Linked DNA regions of Triticum aestivum: region 2 is linked to region 1. Evidence: chromatin contacts called from public HiCAR-type data. All regions are on one chromosome and are shown on one strand. The core of a region is the stretch at or near the end of the contact, and the rest is flanking DNA. Distances in the headings are between cores, read along the strand shown.

The links. HiCAR-type assays count read pairs that join an accessible place to other places.
Region 2: a HiCAR-type map of leaf shows a contact between it and region 1, with 8 times the contacts expected there. The contact joins the promoter of LOC123062627 here to the promoter of LOC123062626 in region 1. A contact is called at or near these places in 5 of 5 Hi-C or Micro-C datasets (leaf, root and an unstated tissue) and 1 of 1 datasets of contacts at active chromatin or transcription factors (leaf).

What each region holds. Positions count from the first base shown.
Region 1 is chr3A:616,609,029-616,615,407 of IWGSC CS RefSeq v2.1, forward strand. LOC123062626 reads right to left here and starts at 3,268. Exons shown (of 2, transcript XM_044486227.1): 1 at 2,936-3,268; 2 at 2,179-2,854. The coding sequence starts at 3,268. The coding sequence ends at 2,405. LOC123062625 (pentatricopeptide repeat-containing protein At3g09060) reads left to right here. Exons shown (of 7, transcript XM_044486223.1): 5 at 1,059-1,197; 6 at 1,939-2,048; 7 at 2,434-2,584.
Region 2 is chr3A:616,788,731-616,795,109 of IWGSC CS RefSeq v2.1, forward strand. It overlaps LOC123062627 (coronatine-insensitive protein homolog 1a), which reads left to right and starts at 2,768. Exons shown (of 3, transcript XM_044486229.1): 1 at 2,768-3,516; 2 at 4,810-5,284; 3 at 5,368-6,379. The coding sequence starts at 3,008. The coding sequence ends at 6,177.

The DNA of each region.
Region 1 (6,379 bases), core at 2,018-4,517:
ACAGATCTTCATTTTTTTTCCAACCTCTGGTACGTATATATGCTGCTCATGGATGACCTGAGCAACCAGGCAACCTTCCATCTACTTTATCCAGTTGTTGCAAAGATAGCATCCAGAAATGTATTGTCCCTGCACTCTCTTTTGCTATCTTTTCTATACTCACTTTGAATCAAAATTTTACTAACTTGACGTGTTAGGTGCATCAGAATTGTAACTATGTTACATTGTTTTGGCTTTTGAAAGTTGTAATTGCTGAAACATCTTTGATGCAATAGTGAAGACAGCTTGAGTTTATCAGATCTCAGGTTCGAGAAACCTATGGTTTATAGGCCAAGCTACACTGCAAATGTTATCTTCGATTATAAAATATAATTCATCCCGCTCGCCAGCTTCTGGTGGTGGTATTTCTGTCCACAAATTACCTGACCAACCAGGCCCATGAAAAATTAGACCTGGAGTAACATTTCTGCACTCTACCTAAGACGTTGGAAAACTGCATTTACATTTCTGATTCGTAAGACCAAGTATTGGCACCAAACCAAGTTAGATGTTGTTTTGCGTTTTTATCCCTGGAGTCTATTTTGCAATCTCTTTCATACACACTTTGAATCGAAACTGAGAAACATGATTTTGTGAGCACGTCAGGACTATAATCTGGTTACCTTGTTTTGGCTTTTGAAAGTTGTATTGCTTAACCATATCTTTGATTTTTTGGGAAACATGGTTGTATTAGCGTGTCAGGCCGTATCTTTTTTTTTAGTATCATGGTTGTATTCTAGTTCATCAGATTGTAACCTCTTACTTTGTTTTGGCATTTGAAAGTAGTATCGCTGGAACATTTTTATGCAAGATTAAAGACAGACTGTGTTTAGCAGATCTCAGGTTTAAGAAACCTGTGATTTATAGGCCAAGCTACATCTTCAACAACATGTTTCGTTATAAAGTACCATCATATTAATGTTAGTAGCTGTCATTGCTAGTGAAAGTATTGATTGAACTCTCTTGTTACCTTTTCATGTTTTATCAACTGCAGAGCTCTTTCATTGCTCTCTTTTCAGCCTCTGGTGGCGATGTACCCTGTTCATAAATGACCTGAGGAACCAGGCGAGTGAAAATTGGAGCGACATCCCTCCACTTCACCTCAGATGTTGCAAAGACTGCACTCACAATTGTAATGGGTTTTGACATCAGCCCTAGGTAAATGGTGATTCAGATTTTCAACAACTATGTACACGCTACAGTGTGCACGCCAGTAGTTCACTAGCTCTTCAAAATTGTCAGTTGTTGCGAATTTCATGTTAGCATCATCTAGTTGTTGGTTTCTATCCCTTTTCCCCTGTTCTGTTTTTTTGTTCAGCAGTAAATGTGCTTCTATTTGTATTCATCTTGAGAACTAGATCTCCATCTTGTAGTCATCACTGTTGAACTAATGTGTAGTTGTGGCAGTTTACCTTTTTCCGACCATGGCCTTTCTCAATCTGTTCATGAATACCATAACTGCCTGGATTTTTCAAGGTCAACACATAGTCTTCCAGTTAACATGATACTCAGCAGAGAATGGCCTCCCATAACTTTATCCCCATCTCCTTCACCAAGAATTATCTTCTTCTGATATTGTATATTTTCTTGATTATCCATTTTTGAAGTTTGATACTCTCTTTCAATCAAAATTTGTGAAACATGAATTCTGTGCATTTGGAATTCTGTGTTTATACACTAAGCTATACCAGAAATGGTATCTTTGATCTGTAAAACTACATAGTACATTCGTGTCAATTTTATGCACTTGTATATTGGTACTAACTATATTAACTGAACTCCAGTGCTACTTAAACTTTCTACCCTTGAACCCTCAAGTACACAGATCTTCATTCTTCTTCTTTTTTTCTGAGCTTCTGGTGCTGATATGTCCTTCTCGTGGATGGCTTGAGCAACCAGGCGATCAACAAATTAACCCAGAGCAGCAACCTTCTGTCACTCTACCCAGTTGTTGCAAAGGCAGCATCTGGTCCTGGAAATGTAAGACTGAGCATTGGTACCAGTCCAAGGTAAATGCTCATTTGAGCGTTGATCCTGCACTCTCTTTTGTTATCTCTTCTAATACTCTTAACCTCTTTTAATTGAAATTTGAGTAACTTGACGTGTTGTGTGCATCAAAATTGTAACTTCGTTACATGGTTTTGGCTTTGAAAGTTATATTGCTGAAACATATCTTTGATGCAAGATTGAACACAGCTTGAGTTTATCAGACCTCAGGTGTAAGAAACCTGTGGTTTATAGGCCAAGCTACACCTTAAATGATAACTAAGATTACACAATCTATATCTTGAATTTATACAGTCTACGTCTATATCGATGAAGCTCTTGCTGCTTTTTGATGTTTCACTCAGGGTGCACAGCTCTTTCATTCTTCTCTTTTTTCATCCTTGTCAGCTACCGGTGGGGATATATCTTGCTCATAGATTACCTGAGCAACCAGGCCAATGAAAATTAGACCCAGAGCAGCAACCTTCCTCCATTCCACCTCTGGCGTTGCAAAGACGGCATTTGCGATTGTAAGACCGAGTATCGCCGTCAGTGCAAGGTAAATATTCATCCGAGCTTTTGACCCCGCACTCTCCTCTGCAATCTCTCTGACCTTCTGTGCTTCAATCTTGGCCTTCACCTTGATTTCCTCATTGTTTTGAGGTTTTTTGACCTTGCCAAGGCTTTTGAAGAACATGCCTTCGTTTTTCTCCTCTTCGATCCAGTCTTCGAAATCTTCTAACACCCTCTCGTTCATTTCTATCTCCTGCCTTTGCATTTCAGCTGTCTCCTCGTAGGACTGCATCTTGCTGTCGAGTCGCTCCATTATCTACCACATCAAATGCAATTCTCTGTCAGACACTGAATGAAGTATTATACTGTTTAACCATCCATCGCAAGGGATGCTCACCTGGTCCCCAATTTGATCGAGCTCTTTCATGGCGTTCTGCCCAATCATGTCGAACTCGGTGTCGGCGTCCTTGGTGAACTTGGTCAGGTAAGCAGACCGCTCATCCAGGAAGTTTGTGATGCGGACCTTCTGCGTCTGAAGCATGGCGATTTTCGCAAGCACCTCCTGCTGGCGCTGGTCACCGCCGTGCGGCAGGGGACCGTCGGATCCGGCATCTTCGGAACTGCAAGCACAGATGGAAAATCTCCTCTTGCTTAGATGCAGTGCATGTCGGCGCGGGGAGGATCTGCGCGGCGAGGGAAGGGATGTCCGAACGGTGTGAAGAGCAAGCATCTCCTCTTGATTCTCTGGGTCTTTGGTATGCTGCTGCTTTGGTTCTGCAGAGTAACCGTGGCGGAGTTTGTTTCTGCACCTCTCGTTGCCTGGAGCCTGGGAACGATATCCACGGAGCCACGCTGCTGTGCTACATGACAAGACCAAGTTGCCCCTTGCGTGCTGCGTGTTCACTCAGGTCCATTTCAACCCATGCCACTTTCCCGGGGAATGGGGCCCTGCCTCGTTTCGGTTCCTATCCATTGAGCCAAGTAGTGCTCTGTGTGTAGCCACCGTGAAATCAATCAATCAATCAATGGATCCCCACTAGCTGCCGTGCAATCATGAACTGGGCTGAAATAGAGGTGCTAGCTGGGCCGCGCCTACTTGTGTTTTTTTGTTGTACAACGAAGAGCTGGGCTAGCCTACAATGAATGGCCACCTACTACAACTTATCATTCGCCCTACGAAACTATGGCCATGTCCACAGACACGAATTATTAGTTGATGAATCAATCTACCCCTCAAAAAAAAAAGATGAGTCCATGTGGTCGTTTGGAGTTTTTTTTTTCCGGATAGAATGGGCCACATACATGATCCAGCCGACTTAACTGATGCAACAATCTGCAGCACCAAAAACGACAGCATCCATCCTTAGACATCTAGCTATATCTATACGATGCTCTCTCAGAGATTTGCACGGGACAACACAAACGACCACATGTGTGATTTGTTTTCGTCCTCTTTACTATTCTGCAATTATGGACTGGAAATGCTTCGAGCAGCTAACCATCAGCAGTGCGTTCTCGCATTCACCTGTGAAATGGAAACGGGAGCTGCTGCTGGTTGATGGTGCCTTTTAATCTGCCCATTAAGCTGGGAACCTCGTCCGTACTGGGTCACAAGTATGCTTGCATCAATGAGGCAATCGAGCGAGTACTGAAGAAGATGCCGTCCTTGAGACTTTTAGTGCCATAACTTCTCTCTCCGAATAATCCACATCACGCAGTTACTTTCCTCGAGCGAATTCCCAGAGTGGAGTTACGCGTCTGAGTGCTCATGAGCTGTACCCTTCCGCCTGCCCCCACCACATGCGCCGCGTAGTCGAAAGCGCAGAAATGGCCTGCACGATGATGAGACCCGGCCTCGCGCCCATGCCCGTCTGTACCGATCTGCCTACAGGAGTAATGACGCAGAGCAAACGAACATGCAGATGCCGGGGGCTTGTTTCGCAACTAGGCCCGTGTTTATTTAATCTCACCATCCTCAGCAGACGCTTTCGGTACACCTCCTCCAAATCCCCGGCTGCGTCGTTAAAAGATCGCAGTTTGGGCCGCTCGACGCGTCGCTGTCCGCTCTCTCGCTCCGGCTCCGGGCCCCGGACCGCGTCGTCCTCGTCGACGGAGCTTCCCGGCACTGCGCCTTCCGCAACTTGATGATGCAAGTCATGGGCGGCCGGGTTAGTTAATCGATTCGGCGCTGCGAAGTCTCGTCATCCCTCCTCCTGTGATGGTGCAACGTACGCGCGCCGATCTTATCCTTTTGCCGTTCCACGGTAATGCAGTAGTGCTACGTGCGCGCCGCCCTCGGGGCGCGAGAACAAGTCACCTTAGGCATCTCCAATACCGCCCCGCAAACTTCTCGCATGCGTTTAGACCGTGCCGGACAGCGGAAGCCATTCAACACGGTAATGTATCGATTCAGAATGTGATTTCTGTCATAAATCGGAGGCAAACGGGGGAAGGGAAGGGGCTTTGTGGGAGTCTGGATCGATCTCAAGCCTGCTTTATGACTGCCTTGACCCACCAACCCTCCCTCCCCTCTCCCGTGTGTTTTCAGTCAGCGTCACTCCAAAGCGTCAGCGTCCGCATTCATGCTCGGCCAGAGCGGACGCGGTTGCTCACTGGCGCCGACATAGAAGCGGTGCGTTGGCCGAGAGAGCGCCGCCTGCACCGCTTCCCGCTGCAGACAACTACTCCGCGTTCAAATGACACGACGGCAGCCCGTCCGCCCGTCTGCCTCCCACATTGATGGCACGCGGCTACTGAGACGTCTCCTCCGGCGCCACCCATTCGTTCCTCTGTCGCCCACCATTGCTATAAAAACCAGTGTCCTAGCCATAGCCACTGTCATCCACCTCTGATCCCTTTCCGCACCAATCCCACCACGAATCTCTCCCACGCCAAAGCTCTTTGAGACGGGCTGACGTCGAACCAGAAGAAGGAGATGACCGCCATTATTACCGGCTGGCTGACCGACAGGCAGCCGGAGGACGACGACGTCCCAATGGAGGACGCTGTTGACGATGAACCGGTGCCACCATCCTCCATGCCATCACCGTTCTCCTCTGAGCATCCCTCGCCGTTGCATTGCACCATGACCATCAGCGAGGTCCGTGCCCATGGACATGGTGCAAGAGGAGTGGGAGGAGCAGTTTCAAGAGGCGCAGGCCGATGCTGCCTACAACCACCACCCTCCTGGAGCATCTGCAGGCGGAGGAGCAGCTCGCCGCCGGCAGAGCGGTCGCACCGGACGCGGACATGGCGGAGCAGGAGGCGTTGCTCGAGTCCCGTTGGCAGTACTGGCAGCGGGGTGGCGGAGGTGGTGGCTGCCGGCAAGGAGTGCGATGATGAGGCGGGCGAGGCGGTGTTCGGCAAGACCGACGACGAGGGTAAGGGACATCGCTGAGTCCGCACCCCGCCACGACGACCACGAAGCCGACACGTCGCGGGCGTCGCCGATAGCGAGAAGAGTAGTGCATGGTAGGTCGTCGCTGCTCTAGACCCAGGATGGCCACCACTCCTCCCCTCCCTTCAACGCCAAACTTGGTGGGCTCAACATCGTCGACTGATTAGTCGCTTGGTGGCGATGTGGAGGTGGACAATTTCACTTCCCAGGCCTCCGGAGGAGGAGGAGGTTACGGAGACGGAGCTGGAGAGCACCGAGGCGAAACTGGAGATGGTGAAGTTTCAGTTCTCTTGATTGATTGTCGGACACGGTGAACGGGCGTCGGCGACCATTTAGACCTGGTTTCCGCTCAGTTGATATAAATGTAATGAAATTCGTCATGTTTAAATGATATCTGTCATGTTTATATAAAATCTGGCTGTGTTTATACGAAGTCCGGTCGTA
Region 2 (6,379 bases), core at 1,518-4,017, 180 kb after region 1:
TTCTCCATCACTGATCCATTGCCTACGAGCTTTCCATATATTATTCCTCGCTTATTTACTTTTCCGTTGCTATTGCTATCATCACTACAAAATACCCAAAACATTACTTTTGCTATCATTACCTTTTGCTACCTTACCGCTACTATCATATTACTTTGCTACTAAATACTTTGCTGCAGATATTAAGTTTCCAGGTGTGGTTGAATTGACAACTCAGCTGCTAATACTTGAGAATATTCTTTGGCTCCCCTTGTGTCGAATCAATAAATTTGGGTTGAATACTCTACCCTCGAAACTATTGCGATCCCCTATACTTGTGGGTTATCACACATGTATTTGAGTTTCCGGTCAATACAATTATAGCATGGATAATAAACGATTATCATGAACAAGGAAATATAATAATAACCACTTTATTATTGCCTCTAGGGCATATCTCCAACACCCACACGCTGCCCTAGACGTCGTCGGCCTTGCCCTTGCCCTTGACATCGCCATCGTCATCATCGCCGATGAGGGCGATGAAGACGGGAGCAGGGCCAGCCCACCCGAACGCCACTTGGTAGGCTGCCAGGGCAGCCTCCTCTGGCGTCTGCTGGGGTGGTGGCATTGTGGCTCGTCGTGCACGCTCCTCTTCCTCCTCCTCAAGCCGCAATGTCTCCGCATCGGCTTGCAGCAGCTGCTTGTAGCGCATCTGCCGCTCGCCGTCGGCCTCCTCCTGGGCGAGCCAGTGCGCCTTCTAGCGTAGAAGGTGGGCCGCCTCCTCCTCCGGCGTCGCGGTGTACTGGAAAGGAGGCGCGCTGACACACTCGCGGTACTGTCCGGTCATGTGTAGGCCTCCTCCTGCCAAGTGGGTGGAGGCAGGGAGCGCTTTCGCGTCGGCACCGGCTCCGGCTCGACGGGCGACGGCGGTGGCGGAGGCGGGGCGAAGAGCTGGGTGTGGACGGAGTCCCCCGCCGCCGACAAGGCAAGGGCTTTGCTCTAGCCCATCCCAGTGCGCGTCCTCCTCAAGCCGGCTAGCCTCCAGCGCGTGCTACAGGGCCTCCTCGAGGGCGGCTTGGTACTCCGCCTCCGCCTCCATTTCCTCCAGCTCTACCCGCGGGGGCGGCGGTGGAAACGGCGGGGGACACGTCAACACCGACACGCCGTTGCTCCTCGTGTTCGAGGGCAAACCAAGCCTCCCAGTCGGGAGAGTCGGCGGCGTACTCCGGCATCCGCCGCTGCTCCGGTGTGAGCTGCCCCCGGTGCCTGCGCACCTCCTCGTCATGCGCCCGCTGCGTACGCAGAACCGTCGGCACGGGGATCCGTTGCGGATCCAGGTGCCAGTGGTGCGGCAACGTGACGTCGGGGTAGGGCAGCGACTGCCTGTACTCCCAGTGCCACCGCGCTTGGTGCACCAGGATGTGCAGACGGCGGCGACCAGGGCGGAAACACGCCGACGCCGGAGGAGGAGGGGGAGGAGAAACACGAGAGGATGAGGCGCCGGGGGTGCCCTTGCCCTTCCCTTGCCGCTACTGCTGTCGAAGAGGCCCATTGCTTGCTAGGGTTTGGTGTCTTCGACGAGGAAGCACAAGAGGGTGGTGGGGGCCAGATGTGGACGGAAGTGGATGAGGCCGGCCCACGCCGCATGCGTGGTTAAAAAAGGACGCTTCCACTGGCCGACTAGTGGGCCCGCTGTCGGTGGTCGTCATAAATTAGACGACGGACGGTAGTTAGGTGGCCTACAAGTTGGGACGCGGCGGACGCCGAGGAGACGCGCGGCGCGTTCGCGCCGACGCATTTCAGGCGCAATTTTGGACTGGAAATGGATCGGCGCGGACGCCAGGCGGACGAGATTTGAGTGTGGGTCAGCGCGTTGGGCCTCTACTTTTGTCCGCGCCGATTCAAACGGACGCAAGCGGACAAAATGGGTCGCTCATTGGAGTTGCTCTTACAAGCTGAGCGCAAGCGACTTTTTACAGCTCAATCTTGAGCTTCGCTCAGTTTACAGTCTGTGAGAAAGTTTCAGGAAACTATGCATTTTTTTTCAACCAGAAAAACATGGCAAGGACGAGGACAAGGGGACCATGCGAACACGATCTGCAACGAAGCAAATGACATTCTGCTGCATTGGCACACACCATGTTAACATCTGCCATCTTTTATGATTGTCGCTGCTTTATCTGTGCATCGCTGCATGCCCAGCTAATAATATCATCTTTTCCATTAGGGGAGCTAACCTCAGCTCTGCTCACACCGGCCTCATCCAATTTCCGTGTAGATATTTCGAGCAATTCTGTGGCCCAGTGAAGAAGATACCCCCATACAGAAAAACGCCGATAGGCAGGCAGCCAAAACGAGCAAGCACGCAATAATGCTCCCCGCAACCACAAGCCTGTGCAGCGCGATCTTGCACAAGATCGAGGGTGTTTTATCCACTTGCCGCTGAAAATGACTATAGCTGCTAGGCCAACGCTGTCTTTTCAGCTCCGCACTCCGCACTAGAATACACCTTCAGACAAAAACGTCGACGGGGCGCAAGTGAGATCAAATCAGTAATCCTGTGAGAAAAGCGTACGCGATCACCGGCGGCGGCACGCTGGTGAGCGTTGAGCCGCGGCGCGTACGGTGCTAGAGAGTAGAGATGTGGTGGTAGGCTGGTACCGTGCTGGCTGTACCCGGGTGGGCGAGGCCATTTATCGCTCGCGTCCACCGGCGGGGCGGCGTACGTGGCGCGGCGCCAGCAGACGGGACGGGACGAGCCGCGCAGGTAAAAGCTGCCGCCTCCCCAAGTCACGTCCGCCCCGGCTCGCTCCTATCGCTCCCTTCTCCCTCCAATAATTTCGCTTCCTTCATTCACTTCTCCCGTCCTCCCGCAAAGCCCACCCCGCAGCAGAAAGGGAGGGAGCGCGGAGGAATCTCCGTCTCCGCCTCCGCCTCCCCCTCCATGCCCCCGCTCCCCGCCGGGCCCGGCCCAGATCTCCCGCGCGGCGGCCGCTAGCCGATCCGCCTAGCCCCGCTCGATCCGATGGGCGGGGAGGTGCCGGAGCCGCGGCGGCTCAGCCGCGCGCTCAGCTTCGGCTGCGGCGGCGTGCCCGACGAGGCGCTGCACCTCGTCATGGGCTACGTCGACGCCCCGCGCGACCGGGAGGCCGCCTCGCTCGTCTGCCGCCGCTGGCACCGCATCGACGCGCTCACCCGCAAGCACGTCACCGTCGCCTTCTGCTACGCCGCCGACCCGGCCCGCCTCCTCGCGCGCTTCCCGCGCCTCGAGTCGCTCGCCCTCAAGGGCAGGCCGCGCGCCGCCATGTACGGCCTCATCTCCGACGACTGGGGCGCCTACGCCGCGCCCTGGGTCGCCCGGCTCGCCGCGCCGCTCGAGTGCCTCAAGGCGCTCCACCTGCGACGCATGACCGTCACCGACGATGACGTCGCCGCGCTCATCCGCTCCCGCGGCCACATGCTGCAGGAGCTCAAGCTCGACAAGTGCTCCGGCTTCTCCACCGACGCGCTCCGCCTCGTCGCCCGCTCCTGCAGGTAGTCCACCAGCTCTACTCACCTGCATCCGCGCACCTCTTTTTTTTTTTTTGCCCTCTTGCCTGTTGATTTGTGGTGGTGAGTTCCAGTAATTGTGACAGTTGATCTGCTCATTGATGAATGAGGATTGATCTGGTCTGTGTGTTGGTTGGTTTCGCCAAATGGAGTATACTGGATAAGGACGAGTTAAGAGCCAGTTTCTATAATTAGATATTTGTTTGCTCTATCACGAGCTGTAACAAATACGGTCATGTGAGGGAAGGTGTCAAGTTAGCTTCCACACACTTTGTTTGGGCGCCATGATACACCATGGCACTAGTTTTCTACGACAAATTGATATGAGCAGTATATGCAAATGACTGCCGAAGGGAGATATATGAGATTTGGTGTAGTTCTATGGTTTACCTGTCGTTTCTGTCCAGCATATGTCCGATCCGGCCTCTAGTTTGTAAAATTGACTCAAACCAGCTGACAAGTCCCAACCAAGTCGGGCTTAAGCAAACTATAATGCGAGGTTGCACCAGTCAGGTGATCTGTCTTCCCCAGGAGGGCTATCGTACTACTACTTTGATTGGACTTGAACAGGACTACATCCGTCCCTGTGGAACATCTTGAACCAAAATAAAGTTGCAAGTTGGTGTTTCTGTTACCAATCAATTCTATCATGTTCAGATTAGTGTGGCACTATGTCATGCCGTCATATCGACTTTCAAGCATCATCTTGGTCCTTCCTTTTTACTCTTTTGGCAGAAGCCTTTCCATGTGTCCGTGTTAACTTTGCTTTGTCTGAATTCTGCAACTACGAAGTTGTCTGAGGGAAATTATTTTCCCTTAGAATGCAAGTATGATTTGTGTGAGCTTGTCAAGTTCACATATGGAGCTGGGAGACTAAAGGTTAGCATGCTACAGAGGATCTGTAGTGCTTTAGTTAAAATGCATGTACAGTGTGCTCCTTTGTGCCTGGAAATGCCTCATATGCAAATGTGAATTGAAAAAAATAAAATTGACTTGACTGCAATGGCTGTTCCGCTGTCCCACTATTAATGAAAGGGGACAGAACATGGGGACATCGGGGCATGTTCATGAAGTTTGAGACGTGTCTTTATAGGTTTCCTGGTTCACCAGTAATCCACTTTTCATCGCACTTTCCATTCTTCCTTAGCTTACAACTATTGCTGTGCTCCTTTAGCAAGACATTCGACTGTGGTACATTAATTCAAAGTGATTTTACTGTCACTGCATGATTGCGTGCTATCACTGCAGTTAACATGCTATTCTAAATTATCTTGGCAGATCCTTGAGAACATTATTTCTTGAAGAATGTGTGATTGCTGATGAAGGTGGTGAATGGCTTCATGAACTTGCTGTCAACAATTCTGTTCTTGTGACACTGAACTTCTACATGACTGAGCTCAAAGTGGTGCCAGCTGATCTGGAGCTTCTAGCAAAGAACTGCAAATCATTACTTTCTTTAAAGATCAGTGAGTGTGACCTTTCAGACCTGATTGGTTTTTTCGAAGCAGCCAATGCATTGCAAGATTTTGCTGGAGGATCGTTCAATGAGGTAGGAGAGCTAACAAAGTATGAAAAAGTCAAGTTTCCACCAAGAGTATGCTTCTTGGGGCTTACGTTCATGGGGAAAAATGAGATGCCTGTTATCTTCCCTTTTTCTGCTTCATTAAAGAAACTGGACTTGCAGTACACTTTCCTCACCACTGAGGATCATTGCCAGCTTATCTCAAAATGCCCGAACCTATTTGTTCTCGAGGTAGTGTTTCTCATATACTCTTGTATTTTGGGTGTGAAATTTGTTGTACTCTCATTTTTACTGACAGTAGATTCTGTCAACAGGTGAGGAATGTGATAGGAGACAGAGGGCTAGAGGTTGTTGGTGATACATGCAAGAAGCTACGAAGACTTCGAATTGAGCGAGGGGATGATGATCCAGGTCTCCAAGAAGAGCAAGGAGGAGTTTCTCAGTTAGGCCTGACAGCGGTAGCTGTTGGTTGCCGTGACCTGGAGTACATAGCTGCCTATGTATCTGATATCACCAACGGCGCTCTCGAATCCATCGGGACCTTCTGCAAAAATCTCTACGACTTCCGGCTTGTCCTGCTCGACAGACAAAAGCAGGTAACCGATCTGCCGCTCGACAACGGTGTTCGAGCTCTGTTAAGGAGCTGCACCAAGCTCCGGAGATTTGCTCTCTACCTGAGACCTGGAGGGCTCTCAGACACAGGCCTCGACTACATCGGGCAGTACAGCGGCAACATCCAGTACATGCTACTGGGCAACGTCGGCGAATCGGACCACGGGTTGATCCGCTTCGCAATAGGATGCACCAACCTGCGGAAGCTTGAGCTTCGGAGCTGCTGCTTCAGCGAGCAAGCCCTGTCCCTCGCGGTGCTCCACATGCCCTCGCTCAGGTACATATGGGTGCAAGGCTACAAGGCCTCTCCAGCAGGCCTGGAGCTCCTCCTCATGGCGAGGCGATTCTGGAACATCGAGTTCACGCCCCCCAGCCCCGAGGGCTTGTTCCGCATGACGCTCGAAGGAGAACCCTGCGTGGACAAGCAGGCCCAGGTTCTTGCCTACTACTCCCTTGCCGGGCAGAGGCAGGACTGCCCTGACTGGGTGACCCCGTTGCATCCAGCCGCATGAATGATTGTAAATACATCTAGTTGTGTGTACGTACCTACTGTACCTTATGTTGCCCTTGGGTCCCTTTGGCAAGAACCGTATCTGAATATGGCAATTTGTATGGATGTAGATCATTAGCTTAGCTGCTTTGGTGCCCTAATAAGCTAGTAGTGCTGTAGCTGAGGTGTAGTACAATAAGTTGCCGTTGTCGCTTGTACTACTA